5 separate regions of the Mus musculus genome follow, and regions 1, 2, 3 and 5 are each linked to region 4. Evidence: chromatin contacts called from public Hi-C and HiChIP or PLAC-seq data. All regions are on one chromosome and are shown on one strand. The core of a region is the stretch at or near the end of the contact, and the rest is flanking DNA. Distances in the headings are between cores, read along the strand shown.

Region 1 (2,700 bases), core at 12-2,511, 540 kb after region 4:
CACACACCCACACACACATACACACACACCCACACACATACACACACACACTCACACATACACACACACACACTCACACATACACACACACACACTCACACATACACACACACACACTCACACATACACACACACACTCACACATACACACACACACACACTCACACATACACACACACTCACACATACACACACACACTCACACATACACACACACACACTCACACACACACACACTCACACATACACACACACACTCACACATACACACACACACACTCACACACACACACACTCACACATACACACACACTCACACATACACACACACACACACACACACACATACATACACACAGTGTAGACGTGACTATACACTTGCTGTCTTCTTTCATACACCGTTATAAAGATGCTTCAATAATGTAGCTGCTCTTGCTCTGCTCGTCACCAAGCGAGGACAAGTGGGATGGCTACTCTCCACCCTGCGATGGCCCTTCACACACTTGAAGATTTCTTTTCTACCTAGTTATTTATTATATATGAACATTAACCATATATAGGTATTCTCTGGAGATTATGAGAAGCAAAAAGTAACAGAGAAAAAGGGACTCTGAGACACATGTTTTTCAATCAGAGTAGCATGATGACTGACATCCCAGTGAAACCTATGTGAGCAGATGTGAACTGAGCATACTGTAAAAGGAAACACATGAACATAGCTAATGCACGCTATGCTGAAGTGACACGTGCTGTTAGAATGTTTGTAAAATATCATATTTGAAAAGAATGTAAGTATATTTACAGGTTCCATTAACTTTTTTTGTTTGTTGGTTGGTTTTAGTTTTTCGAGACAGGGTTTCTCTGTATAGCTCTGGATGGCTTCCATTAGTGTTTGGAGAACTGTATATAAACCAAGTTTTTAAAAAACATTTGGAGCCGGGTGTGGTGGTGCACGCCTTTAATCCCAGCACTTGGGAGGCAGAAGCAGGTGGGTTTCTGAGTTTGAGGCCAGCCTGGTCTACAGAGTGAGTTCCAGGACAGCCAGGGCTACAGAGAAACCCTGTCTCGAATAAATAAATAAGTAAAATAAAAATTTTGTAAAATTTAAATAACCACGCACTTCAAAAACAACCACTTTGCAGTTCTTTGTGCTCAGAAATCAGGAAGAGTGGCTTAGATGTTCCCCTGGCTCTCTAGCTGTTGGTCCTTGGTGAGTGACACTGCCACGTGACGAATATTTGTGTAGCCCAGTGCATGCAGGAGTCTGCGCTGGAGTCTGGAGATAAAACACCAGAAAATGAGTGCTGTGCAAAAGCGAGTGTGTCTAACGAGTTCCCCCACGGGTCCTGCCCAGAAAGCCATCTTCATGCCTGTCTTTATCTTCAGCACGCTAAAGTAAACCAGGGAGTTTATTTTGACATTTATGGCAAGTTATTTCAAATTTAAATCAAGTAGGCATCTGAGAAATAATACTGGCCTGGAGTCAGAACTCATGCATTCCGAACACAGCTCTAACTTCGGGTATAACAAAGAACATGACTATACCCAAACTCTGTGAGTCTCGCTGTCTTAAGGTGTGCTTTATTCCCTGGCTTCTACAAACAACATGCAAAGAGAATACTGTAGCTCCTATCATTTTAAAAAAGATTTGTCTAATGTCTGTGATGTGTGTGTGTGTGTGTGTGTGTGTGTGTGTGTGTGTGTGTGTGTACGTGTGCATGTTCATGCCATGGAAGCCAGAAGAGTGCGCCAGATGTTCCAAAGATACAGTTAGATGTAGTGAGCTTCCTGATGTTAGTTTCGAGAGCTGAACCCAGGTCCTCTGGAAGAGCAGAAAGTACTTTTTAACCACTGAGCCATCGCCCCAGCCCTAGCCCCAGTTCCTGTAGTTTTTTTCTTGCTTATTTGGTTGTTTGGTTGGTTTTTTTTTTTTGCTTCGGTTTGGTTTGATTTTTGGTTTTTTGGGACAGGGTTTCTCTGTGTAGCCCTGGCTGTCCTGGAACTCACTCTGTAGACCAGGCTGGCCTTGAACTCAGAAATCCACCTGCCTCTGCCTCCCAAGTGTTGGGATTAAAGGTGTACACCACCACTGCCCAGTGTTCCTGTACTTTTAAATCATAATATTCTCCTCTATTCATCGGCTTTTCCCTTTTAGTTAGTTATTTCTGGAGTCTGAATAGCTGCACGGCTCACCGTGGACTTCCCCCTGTCCCAGGAAGATAGCTCTCTAGTGTTTAGCTATGTATTATGGCCAGATTCATTTTACTCAGGCAGAACTCCAGTTGCATCTCTAGTTCTGTATTCTGAGGGAAAGTGGACAAAATGATCAGATTAGATGACTTTGTTGTTTTTTTTTTCCCCCCATGTATTTTGGGGTAGGGGAGGGAGCCCTACCATGAAGATTACAAGGTAGCTTGAGGTAGTCCGTTTTCTCCTCCTACCATGCTGGTTCCCAGGCATCCAGTCTGGCGACAAGCTGCTTTACCTGCTGAGCCATCTCCGTGCCCAGATTTTGTTGCTTTATAACAACACATCTCAAACACTTGAGGTTTGGACGGTGTATTTTGTTGTTCGTTTGTTTGTTTTGTTTTTCCTTAGAGCAGTCTGTAACCAATGGTAAATGCTAAACAACATCAATAGTTGTATTTCAGTTTGGTTTCCTTGTGCAAAACATGGTTGTAATTGCTATGTATTGGGGCA
Region 2 (2,700 bases), core at 11-2,510, 850 kb after region 4:
GTAGAGTGAGCTGGCGATTCGTGAATCCTTTCACTGGGACTGCCCAGATAGAACTCGGTGTTGTTCAGACCCATTAACAGAGAAGTCTTTCCATGTCCCTTCAAAGCATGAACTGGAAGTTAGAAGCAGAGGCCTCTGTCTGTCGAATGCAAATGCAAGCGACATGTTTTCTGTTCTTCCATTATTTAAAGATTTCTTTCCTGCTGGAGACTGCAGACTGAGACAAGAGTAGAGACTTCGGGGACAGACACAAACCCCACCCCCACCCCAAGCATCCACCCTTCTCCACCTCCTGCTTTCATGGAGGTGTGCATATGCTGGTGAGGCGGCTAGGGTTCCATGCCTACAGACATGCTGGTACGAGAAAGCAGGACCTTCTCTTTAGAGGCCTAGCTGCTGTCGACCAGAGCCCTGGCTGGCAAGAATGCCAAAGAGGCACAGGTCTTTAATCCTAGCACTTGGGAGATAAAGATAGGTAGATCTCTGGGAGTTCAAGGCCAGCCTGGTCTCCTTAGTTCCAGGACAGCCAGCACTACAGAGAGATCCTTTCTCAAACGAACAGTGTGCCTTGGTGGAGGCTTCCTTCAAAAACAAGTTTATATTGATCATGACGGGTGGTAGTAGTTCTAAGAAATACTGAGCCTGGGGCCACTGGGTGTGGAGGCACTCACAGTTCATAGCTCAGAGACTGAATTAGGCTCTCAATGCTTTTGTGGGCACCTAGGCATATTACTACCCCACTGGGCTCTGGCAGCAGGACTGTTCCTTACCCATTATAGCTTCTAGTTTTGGTTTGGTATGGTTTCAGTTTCGGTTTTAGTTTTAGTTTTGCTTGTGTGTTTTAAGACAGTCTCAGTGTGTGACTTTGGCTGTCCTGGAACTCACAGAAATCCCCCTGCCCCTGCCCCCGCCCCTGCCTCTTATTAGCATTAAAGGTGGGTGTCATTGCTTCTTGCAGAAGTGAAAACCCCTTACCTTTCTTTCTTTCTTTCTTTCTTTCTTTCTTTCTTTCTTTCTTTCATTCAAGATTATTTTCTGTATATGAGTACACTGTTGCTATCTTCAGCCACATCACAAGGGCATCAGATCCCATTACAGATGGTTGTGAGCCACCGTGTGGTTGCTGGGAATTGAACTCAGGACCTCTGGAAGAGAAGCCAATGCTCTTAACCAGTGAGCCATCTCTCCAGCCCCACTTACATTTCTAAGGGTGGGTTCCAGGCCAGACAGAAGCCATGTGCTTATTGTTGCTACACAATGTACAGCAGAGGGAGCAAGCGGGCCTGAACTCCAGCCTGGGCTCTGAAACCTAAACCATGTGACTCACAGAGAGGGCGCCTTTTTTCTTTCCTGGCCCCTTAAAGTCACAAGCGAATGCATGCCCAGCTGCAGGTCTGTGCTACTAAACTGAACCTGAACTGTGTAGCAGGCTACAAGCACCTTCACCTCTCCACGCCTGGCATCCTTTTCTGCCTCAGGGACTGGTAAAAGAACTTTACTCTTTAAGCGGTGATGAGGAACGAAAAAAAAAAATGATGTCCCTTAATAAATACCAACCTCAATTTGGACATTGCAGCAAATTAATATCTTCCCTCTGTGGTCACTACCAAACTGTGAAACAACACTGACTCTGCCTCCTTAAGTGGAAGGTTTTGATCTTTCCTGTTTATCTTCCACTGTTTCTTCCCATCCTACTCAAAAATAATTTTATACTGATTTTATTATTTCTAAATGTATTTATTTTTATTTTCTGTGTATGGGTGTTTTACCGGCATGTACGTCTGTGTATCATGTGCATGCAGTGCCTGAGGAGACCAACAGAGGGCGTCAGATCCCCTGCAACCCTACTTACAGATGGTTGTGAGCCACCATGTGCTTGCTGGAAATAGAACCCAGGACCTCTGCAAGAGGAGCCAATGCTCTTAACCGCTGAGCCATCTCTCCAGCCCTATACTGATATTTAATGTCATTCTTTGTGGGTATCTGATAAGAATATATTTTGGGAGTATGAGGCCTAGGTTGGTCAGGATTTTAAGCAAGAATTCTTCTAACATGAGGCTCTGTCACCTCCATGCTCAAAGCTGAGTGACACTAGCCAGGAAAATGTACCCTGATCTTCAGATTGTCCCTGTTGTAAATCACAGATCCAGAATGCGAACCCTGGCAGGCTCCAGCGTCTTAGCCAAGTGCAGCGGGGGCTTTAGGCACCACAGAACATGGCCCAAGCTAAGCCATGACTGAGTCAGTCAAAACAGATTTCCTGTCTCATGACGCCAGGGCCGGCTCCGGCCGAGTCCTCGGAGGTTAGCCAGACATTCTCAATGCAATGAAATGCCACTGCAGAAAGTCACCGGAGGCCTGTGCCTGTCTCAATGACAAATGCTAATTTTTAGAAAGGCTTTCCGGTCTTGGAAGGCAAGAAGAAGGAAATTCCAAGGAAGTGCTTTTAGCTGTTTAAAGAACAATTCTCCCCTTTGGTCTTAATGGTCATGTTGTTTTTCCTACTTTAAATTCAGTAGTGACCTGCACGGTTTATTATAAGGAGTGAGCCAGATACTAGGGATACATCTCAGTGTTATAACACTTTCTAGGATGTGTGAGGCCCTGGGTTCAGTCACCAGTATTACATGGATTGCATATATATACACACACACACACACATTAGTACATTTTTTAAAAAAAGTATGAGTGATCTAGTGA
Region 3 (2,700 bases), core at 14-2,513, 830 kb after region 4:
GTTCATTACTGAAAATCTTCCTGAGAACAATGAAGTGAGCACTTTTATGTAGGTCAAGAAACTGAGGCACAGAAAGCTTGGTGACTTAGCAAAAAAAAAAAAAAAAAAAAAAAAAAGGCACCAAATTAGCCCTCACAAAGGTAAAGACTAGAAGAACTACTGGGTTTCTTAGACCAGGGCTTAGTAGCCAGTGAGCTAATGTCATAAACACTGAGGAGAATGCCAACTGCTATAGACTTGAGACATGAAAAAGTAGGTGAAGGGCTTGGGTAGAGCCCCCAGTTGGCAGAGCCTTGCTTGCCTCGAGTGCTTGAAATCCTGGGTTCGATCCTTACCACTGCAGAGACTGGCGCGGTGGCAGCTCAGGAAGCAGAGATGAGAGAAGCAGAAGCTCAGGTTCCTCTTCAGCTATGACGGGAATTCAAAGACAGCCCGAGACCCCATCTCTATCAGGAAGGTAGAAAGAAGTGCTGGGACCAAAAGTCTTAACAGAGACAACAAGGAGCCCCTCTAATGGCTAAAGGCCAACTGTCTCCATCCTGCCCACACCATACAAGTTGCCAGGCGCGCGCACACACACACACACACACACACACACACACACACACACACACACACACACACACACACAGAGCAGTGGCACCTCAGGTGGCAGAGATGAGTGGAAGGGAGCCACATCCCAGTAAGAACGCTGAGCACATGGATGACAAATGCACGGTAGGCTGCAGACTCTTTGTCCCCTGGGAGGCTGGGGGGTTGAGGTAGGATCTTCCCAGCCCTTTGTGGCCTCTGTGCAGGTAGGAGAGGCACTCAGGGGCGGCTGGGTGGGGGTTAGGGGCTGAGTGGTGATGGTGTAGGCGGTGTAGTTGGCAGTGTTTGTAGTGACCTCAGCCCTCACAGATCTCTCTCTTGGAGAATCCAGATCACCAGGAGCCAGCAAAGTTGCAGTCAACCCAGCCCCGCCCCTGTTCCCAATTCTACCTAATTTTAGCGCCATAGGCTGACAAAGGAAGACTCAACTAAGCCCTAGAAGGGACTGACTGGTCAGGCTGCAGTCAACTGCAGTCCCCATTATCAGGATCTGGTTGTGGGGTGAGGGGGTTCAAGTCCCAGCCATTCTCCTCTACACCTAGTAACCGACTTTCTCCCACCTCCACCCCCCACCAGGGTTCAAAGCTCCCAAAGGATAAGAGGCTAAGGCCACAGAGGGGATGTGGTGGTCAGGACTGTCCCTTTTGTTTGCTCACAGGAGGGGACAAATGCCCCGGTGCACAGAGGTTTGATGGGGCAACTTAAAGGACTCCACAGGGTTTCAACAAAGACATCTCCACCGATCCGCCCCTCCTCCCATGCATTAAGATAATGGTGGGGTGTGTTCCCCAACACCCTTCAAATCTTGGCTCTCCAGGCTCTCCCTCCCTCCTCCTGTTCTCTCCCCAAAGCTCAGCTTGCCCACAGGTTCCCAGAGACTTTTGGCAACTGGCTCTCAGGCAGAGTGGAGCTGTGAGCTGCGTGGGAAGCGAGGCGGTTAGACGGCCAGTGTTGCAGCCGACTTAATGAGGGGCAGGAGCTCCTGCCGGAGCCATTAAGCGGCAGCTACAAAAGTGGGGAACCCCAATTAGAAAGGAGTGGGAGACATCAGGGGGAGGCCCCGCAGGACAGATCCTTGTCTTGGGTGACTCTGTGGGACTCATGGGTGGAGATGTAGCTGTTTGGGTTCAGTCATTTTAAAGTGAGATATCCCAAGGTCTGTTTGTAGAGCGACTTGTGACGCTCTAAGAAATCTCAAGAGAGGAGGAGGAGCGCCTAGGGGGCTGTTCTCCCCGAGTCTATAGTTCGGATATTACAACCCGAGAGTACTTAAAGAAATGATAAGCTATTTACTTAATTTTAATGAGCCTCCCCTTTCAGTCGGCTCCCGTGTGTTCCTATGGATATTTGTATGCGGCCAGTCGCTCCCGTCTGTTGATAGCTCAACCAAATCACATTATGGTTACAGCAAGATAATAATCCTGGATTTTCCATGGCTCACTCTGTCAGAGTATAAGATTAGCTCTTGAATTCATTAACAGTCATCTCCTTTTAAATGTCAGATAACTGTTTAAATGCCAAGCACTTGCGCAAGGCGTTCTGTGCAATCCAGATCAGCCTTACCAAATTAACTCGTTCGTCTCTATTGTTTCGGTTACTACAGAGAAAGGCCCCCAGGAGTTCTTAGCAGAACCTCAAAATCAAAATCGTCAAATATTTACAGCACAACCTAGGGGAGGGGGCTGGGTGAGTTGGGTTTTTTTCTCTGAAATATGTCACCTTTCCATCCGTTCTAAATCATTTCCACCAAAGTGTGCACATGAAAAAATAAAAACCAAAAAAACTAAAAACAACTTCGAGCTTCTGCTTCCTTCCAGCCCTACCCCCACCCCCTTTCCCTTCCTTCTAGAGAGCCCTGGGCTCTCCTCTCCTTCCTGACTTTTAGAAAAGGTGACCCTGGGTTTCTCTTTATGCCAATGTGTTGCTCCCAATATACCCTAGAGCTGCAAGAGCCAGTTTTGATTGCTCTACCCTGCAAACACACAAGGGAGCTCACAGGGTCAAGACGGAGCCCAGAGGCTGGAGCAGAGCAGGACTGCAAAGCAAGAACTCTACTTCCCTTTTCAAAGAGCCATTGCCTGAGTTGTACCTCAAAATAATCAGACCATG
Region 4 (2,700 bases), core at 106-2,605:
TCCAATTAGAGAGCTGTTGGTTACCACCAAGAAATGAGTGCCACCACTGCACCTTTAGGAGTACCTTCCAGAGTTAGCTGGTTGTTATTGTGGTTCATGCAGCAGACAGAGACCATCCTAGAAAACCATAGCTGGCCCAAATACAGAGAATAGCAGATAGTGGGGTGCCCAACCCCAATGGACAAATCTACAACACAACTCCTGCACCTAAGACTGGGGGAACATCACTGAAAGAAGAGCAGAAACATTATAAAAGCCGGGGACTTGCAGCTGTGCTATGAGATTATGTTTCCTAGAAATGACAGGGAAGCTACACCATGATACTTGTAACGGCCATTCCTGGTTGTCAACTTGACTATATCTGGAATGAACTACAATCCAAAACTGGAGGGCACCTGTGATCAAGATCTTTAGACTAGAAGACACAAGTTTCTGACCTGGATCTTGGCATGGAGATCTTGAGGCACAGTGGCCATGAAAAGTTTAGGCCCAGGCAAGGTAATACACACCCTTAATCCCAGAAGACTGAGGCAAGGAGAACTCTGAGTTCAAGGTCAACCTGGGACAAAGCAAGAACCAGATCAGTCGTGATGGTTCACACCTTTAATCTGGGCCACACCTTCTGCTGGAGACCTACATAAGGACCTTGAAAGAAAGATTTGCTCTTCTTCACCATTTGCATTAACTTGCCAGCAAGTTAATCTCTGTGCTGGAATCTACTTCTACAGAACACCAGCTGAAACAACTAGCCTCTGAGTAACTACTAGATTCTTGGACTTCCCATCCACAGCTGCCCATTGTTGGGTTAGTTGGACTGCAGGCTGGAAATCATCACAACAAATTCCCTTAATATATACTTTTTTGTCCTTTTTGCTTGTTTGTTTTTCAAGACAGGGTTTCTCCTGTGTAGCCCTGGCTATCCTGGCACTCACTCTGTAGACCAGGTTGCCACTCTCTCTTTCTCTCCTCTCTACCCAACACACACACACACACACACACACACACACACACACACACACACACACACACGTACATATTTCTCTCCACTTGTGTTACTCTGAGCACTAGCAGCTGTTTTAAATATTTCTCATATGTCAATTCAGTTGATTTTCATAACCCTTGTGTGCAGAAAGTATCAACACAAATGGTATTTTTCAAACAATAAAATTAATAAATGACAAAGCACTGAATCAGGCAATAAGAAACAATTGCCTGACTGGGTGTGATTGAGCCAGGTGTGACTCAGACTTGGGGACTGAGTGCCCCAGGAAGCTGAGGTGGAGGAGGGCATTCCCCACTGTAGTGTCAGTGACTTCCACAAAGGTTTGGAGGAAGGAGAATCATGTGCCCTGAGCAGTTGGCTTCTAGTCCACATTGTGTCTGGATTGGTCAGAAGCCTGGCTAAAACCAAGCTTCCTGGTCTGCCCTGGTGGCAGCAGGAAGAGGCTACCCCCTAGCGGCTGGAGGGGAAGGAGTTAATGTCTATAGAGCACTTGCTTTGTGTGCAAATGTCATGTGCACTGGCTTGCTTCCTGTGGATTACTTCACAAAGGAAGGTGCCAGAGTTCTTAGTGGGAGGCAGATCCATCTGAGACTAAAGGCCAAGCTCATTCCAGGATAGAAAGGCAGGGAGACTCCTTGGGGACAAAAGAAGGGAGGGGATCCCCTTACCTTGTGTAACTGTAAGCCACCCGTGGCTTACATGAACCAGGTACTCCTGAAAGGCAGGCTGGGGCTGAAAGAAACTAGATGGCGAGAAAAGAATGAGGCCAAGACAAATTTTTCTCTGATCAAGGCCCCAAAGTTTACTAAGAGTCTGTGCTTATAAAGAGGGGAGGCCCATCCCCTGCCAATCCATTCTTGGTGCCTGGAGCCAGCCAGTAGGCGATGTGCATAATAGGATGTGTCTCCGGAATGTCTCAAGGGTCTCTCAGCAGGTAGTAGAGTCTCAGAGAAGAGCAGCAGTAGTTGACATAACAATATAGCCATCTAAATTGGAAGGCTACACCCCAGATGATCTCATATTCAGTGGCAGTAAAGTCTGAATCAGCCTGCTTCAAGGCTGAGGGAAGCTACAATTCCTCCCTAAATATATACTAAAAATTATCTGGACTGGGCATAAAAATTGTTTATGCTTAGTCCTGCCTGGGAGTTATGGTGGCTGGCGGCCACGCCTGGCTTGGGAAATCTCAGATTTTCCCGAACAATTTTTATCCTTCAAGAAGAATATATGCAGCTTGTTTGTGTTTATTTTGCACAAACATGGCTCTGTGGTGTATTACTAATAAACCACAGCCTCTTGGCATGTACCTCTGTCTTAGATTGATATAGTTCCGAAATCTGGTTGCCCATCATTGACTGACCAGCTCTTATAGCACACCTTATTCCCAAATCAGACCACAGCCACAATATATACTCAATATGCTTCTTCATATCGATGAATTTCTGCCACCTGCGCTTGCTGGAGGCGGAGCTGCATGCTTGCTGAAAACAGGCTGTAAGGCATTGAAGGATCTGCTTGAAAAAACAAAGTTGAGACAGTTGAAAAACAACAGGATAAAAGCTTCTTTGTGGACGTCCAGGTACTCTATTCAGTTGCAAATTAGCAATGATCAAGCTCAAACTCTGGCCTCCAGGTGTGGGGCAGGTGGCTTTGAGAATTAACAGGAAGGCTGAAAATTCTCTGGAAGTGGAGGCTGT
Region 5 (2,700 bases), core at 55-2,554, 560 kb after region 4:
TGGCTGAGAGTGCAGTGCAGTTCAGGTGAGGGAGAAAGCCGCAGATTCTTGCAGTCCACTCTTGCCATACTTGAGATAGCAAAATCAGGCTAGCCGAGTTATCAACTGCATAAATACGTGTTATCTCAAGAATGCATTGTGTTCAGGAAATTCCAGGGGTGTAGTTCAATAGAACGCACTATAAGATAACCTTAGGATGACAGAGGCAAAGCTATAGTAACCAGAAAATGCTTCACCTTGAGCCTAGGCTCAAAACGTCCAGGTGATGTTTTCTCAATTGATCACTCAGCGTATCTCCAGGGACCAAAGGTTCCCATTCCTGAGTCAGTTGTGGAATGAGTTCTATTAAACATTGATGAAAAAACAAGCAAACAAACAAAGAACCCTGTGGTAATCTTCTATTAGGAGAGCAGTAGCTCTGCCCGCATCTGAATTTTGCTTCACTCAGAAATTTAAATATTCTGCTTTTCCAGTTCAATTTTACCTTGAATTCCAACTGAACTCAGATAAGAGCTCACTTAAGACAGCTGCTGTGGAAGGAGTTGGAGGAAAAGCCGCCCTGGTGATTTATTATTGTCTTTGGAAGAAAGCATTTTTAGAGGCTGCTGAAGCCAGAGAAACAGACCCTCTTGAAATGGTGCTGTGTAAGATGCTTGTTTGTCCATAGCTCTTTCTCTCATTGATCGCTCAAAACTTAACTACTGAAAAAAAAATCAATAGCAAAGAGGCAAGGTCATCTGGCTTGTGGGTATCTGCATGCAAGTGGGAGGGTAGGTCAGAGACAGGCTGTGGGCCTTGGCTCTGCTTCCCAGCAGCTCCCCAACTGACCCTGCCTGCTTTGCTGATGTAGCTACAGAAAAGATGTGGAGAGAGTCTGAATTTCAGTCTATACAGAACCAGAGGGCTCAAGTTCAAAATGTTGTTTGCCCTCCTGGGGTCCAAGGGCATCCATCTGGAATTCCTGAGAGGCTCGTTTGCCCTTGTTACATTCTCTCTTTCCTGTTTTGGGGGAAAAAAAAAAAAAAAAAACCTCACTCACTAAGTAGGAGTCTGATGTTGTGTTCTGCAGTTTTTATACACACTGGTTAATGGACTTCTCACAACAGTCTCCCTGGGTTGCTGCAGTTGCGGAAGTGAAGCTCAGGCAAGCATGTCGAGTTGCTGGCAAGTGCTAGGCCCCGCTTTCTGGGCTGGATCAGCAATCCTCCAACCTTAACCTCACTAGCAACATCTGGAGCCTATTAAAGACATAATAACAGCAAACAACTAACCGATGTGTGGCCCCTCCCAGACCTGTTAAATCAGGCTCTCTAGGGGGTGGAGCCAGGCCGCCTTCTTTTAAAAGCTCTGCAGGTGAGGCCACCCTACCCTGTTGGCCTGCGCCCCATCTCCTGAAACTCTGTTCAAGAGCAAAAGGAAGAGAGGAGAGAAAAACAATGAGACCAGGAGCTTTTGAGACTGTACCACATGCCAGAGGCCTTATCTAATCTTTCCGGATACTCCAAAATGATTCTCATTTACAGTTCTGGAAACTCTCTGTTGCTTCACCAGACAGGTTAAGAAATCCTCACCCCTAAGTCCCAGAGCACCTGAATGGCAGAGAGATTGGAGCTGGGATTTTGTGCTCATGTTACTAAATCACACCATAAAAAAAAATCTGGAACTGGAGAGAGGTCTCAGATGTTAAGAGCACTTCCTGCTTTTCTAGAGGACTTGGGTTCGATTCCCAGCAACCACATGGCAGCTCACACCTGTCTGTAACTCCAGTTGCAGGAGATCTGATACCCTTGTCTGGCCTCTGTGAGCACCAGACACACACACACAGTATGCATACATATGTGCAGGCAAAACACTCATATACGTAAAAATAAAATTAAAATGACAAGTCTCTGGGGCAGAGGGATGGCCCAGCAAGTAAGGGCACTTGCTGTGTAAGCCTGGCAGCCTGAGTTCAGTCCCTGGTGACAGAAGGAAAAAACTGGCTCCCAAAAGTTATTCACCATCTCCACTTACACACCATGGTGTACGTCCACACATATAGTGTGGGTATCCACACACACAAACAAACAAACAAAAGCAAAGGCAATACCTCGAACACTGACTACACAAAACAAACCAAGGCAGATGGTCGCCGTGGGTGGGCAGTTTAGATGAGAGTGGCCCCCATTAGCTTATATATCTGAGTGCTGGGTCTCCAGTTAGTGGAACTGTTTGGGAAGGATTAGGAAGCGCTGTCTCATTGGAGGAGGTGTCAAAGTCATTTGCCGGACCTCTCGATGATTCTGTTCTGTTAGCTGGAAACTGGGATGTGCTTGAATATGGAACCATTTTCTTTTTCTGTTTCTTTTTCTTTTGTCTGGGGAGAATAGTAAAGAGGCAGCAGTAAGCAGTTTGTAAATAAACACTAAGCAGATGCCAGATAATCTTGGTTTTACTAGTTATTTTTAATGTAGGCACAGGCTAGTAAACAGAGTAGCCTTGTACTAACTGACCCACCAAGTACTTAGTACTTGTACTTAGTGCTCACCAAGGGGACTAAACTACTACCTGCATGGTCCCCTTTTGCTGCATCTGATCTTGGAAGCTGAGTTTCCACAGCTTGCTTGCTTGCTTGCTTTTTTGTTTTGTTTTGTGTAGTCCTGGCTGTCCTGGAACTCACTCTGTCGACCAAGCTGGCCTTGAATTCAGAATCTGCCTGCC

What was found. A called contact is a pair of places that touch in the nucleus more often than the background predicts. HiChIP or PLAC-seq counts read pairs in DNA pulled down with a chosen protein or histone mark.
Region 1: a contact with region 4 is called in a Hi-C map of the HPC-7 cell line, with 5 times the contacts expected there. The contact joins two enhancer-like sites.
Region 2: a Hi-C map of embryonic stem cells shows a contact between it and region 4, with 4 times the contacts expected there. The contact joins two enhancer-like sites. A contact is called at or near these places in 3 of 15 datasets of contacts at CTCF or cohesin (embryonic stem cells, large pre-B cells and pro-B cells), 42 of 484 Hi-C or Micro-C datasets (B cells, the Ba/F3 cell line, the C10 cell line and 25 more), 5 of 115 datasets of contacts at active chromatin or transcription factors (astrocytes, embryonic stem cells, epiblast stem cells and 1 more) and 1 of 9 other capture datasets (embryonic stem cells).
Region 3: a contact with region 4 is called in an H3K27ac HiChIP or PLAC-seq map of epiblast stem cells, with 4 times the contacts expected there. The contact joins two enhancer-like sites. A contact is called at or near these places in 4 of 115 datasets of contacts at active chromatin or transcription factors (bone marrow-derived macrophages, embryonic stem cells, epiblast stem cells and 1 more).
Region 5: a contact with region 4 is called in an H3K27ac HiChIP or PLAC-seq map of embryonic stem cells, with 2.1 times the contacts expected there. The contact joins two enhancer-like sites.

What each region holds. Positions count from the first base shown.
Region 1 is chr1:59,305,025-59,307,724 of GRCm38.p6, forward strand. All of the region lies in intron 9 of Cdk15 (cyclin-dependent kinase 15), which reads left to right. Among named protein-coding and RNA genes, the nearest start is that of Cdk15, 49 kb to the left of the region's middle. Within about 2 kb of position 1,262, at least 1 of the 459 cell types and tissues checked has an H3K27ac peak or open chromatin away from gene starts, as enhancers often do. A contact at or near this core is called in the HPC-7 cell line, where this site is marked.
Region 2 is chr1:59,607,806-59,610,505 of GRCm38.p6, forward strand. All of the region lies in intron 11 of Gm973 (predicted gene 973), which reads left to right. Among named protein-coding and RNA genes, the nearest start is that of Gm33833, 11 kb to the right of the region's middle. Within about 2 kb of position 1,261, at least 51 of the 459 cell types and tissues checked have an H3K27ac peak or open chromatin away from gene starts, as enhancers often do. A contact at or near this core is called in embryonic stem cells, where this site is marked.
Region 3 is chr1:59,591,033-59,593,732 of GRCm38.p6, forward strand. All of the region lies in intron 10 of Gm973 (predicted gene 973), which reads left to right. Gm39648 (a long non-coding RNA gene) reads right to left here. Exons shown (of 3, transcript XR_865454.2): 1 at 644-2,700; 2 at 336-446. Among named protein-coding and RNA genes, the nearest start is that of Gm39648, 3.8 kb to the right of the region's middle. Within about 2 kb of position 1,264, at least 32 of the 459 cell types and tissues checked have an H3K27ac peak or open chromatin away from gene starts, as enhancers often do. A contact at or near this core is called in epiblast stem cells, where this site is marked.
Region 4 is chr1:58,760,191-58,762,890 of GRCm38.p6, forward strand. No RefSeq gene overlaps it. Among named protein-coding and RNA genes, the nearest start is that of Gm39646, 30 kb to the right of the region's middle. Within about 2 kb of position 1,356, at least 105 of the 459 cell types and tissues checked have an H3K27ac peak or open chromatin away from gene starts, as enhancers often do. A contact at or near this core is called in the HPC-7 cell line, embryonic stem cells and epiblast stem cells, where this site is marked.
Region 5 is chr1:59,321,422-59,324,121 of GRCm38.p6, forward strand. All of the region lies in intron 10 of Cdk15 (cyclin-dependent kinase 15), which reads left to right. Among named protein-coding and RNA genes, the nearest start is that of Gm51625, 46 kb to the right of the region's middle. Within about 2 kb of position 1,305, at least 65 of the 459 cell types and tissues checked have an H3K27ac peak or open chromatin away from gene starts, as enhancers often do. A contact at or near this core is called in embryonic stem cells, where this site is marked.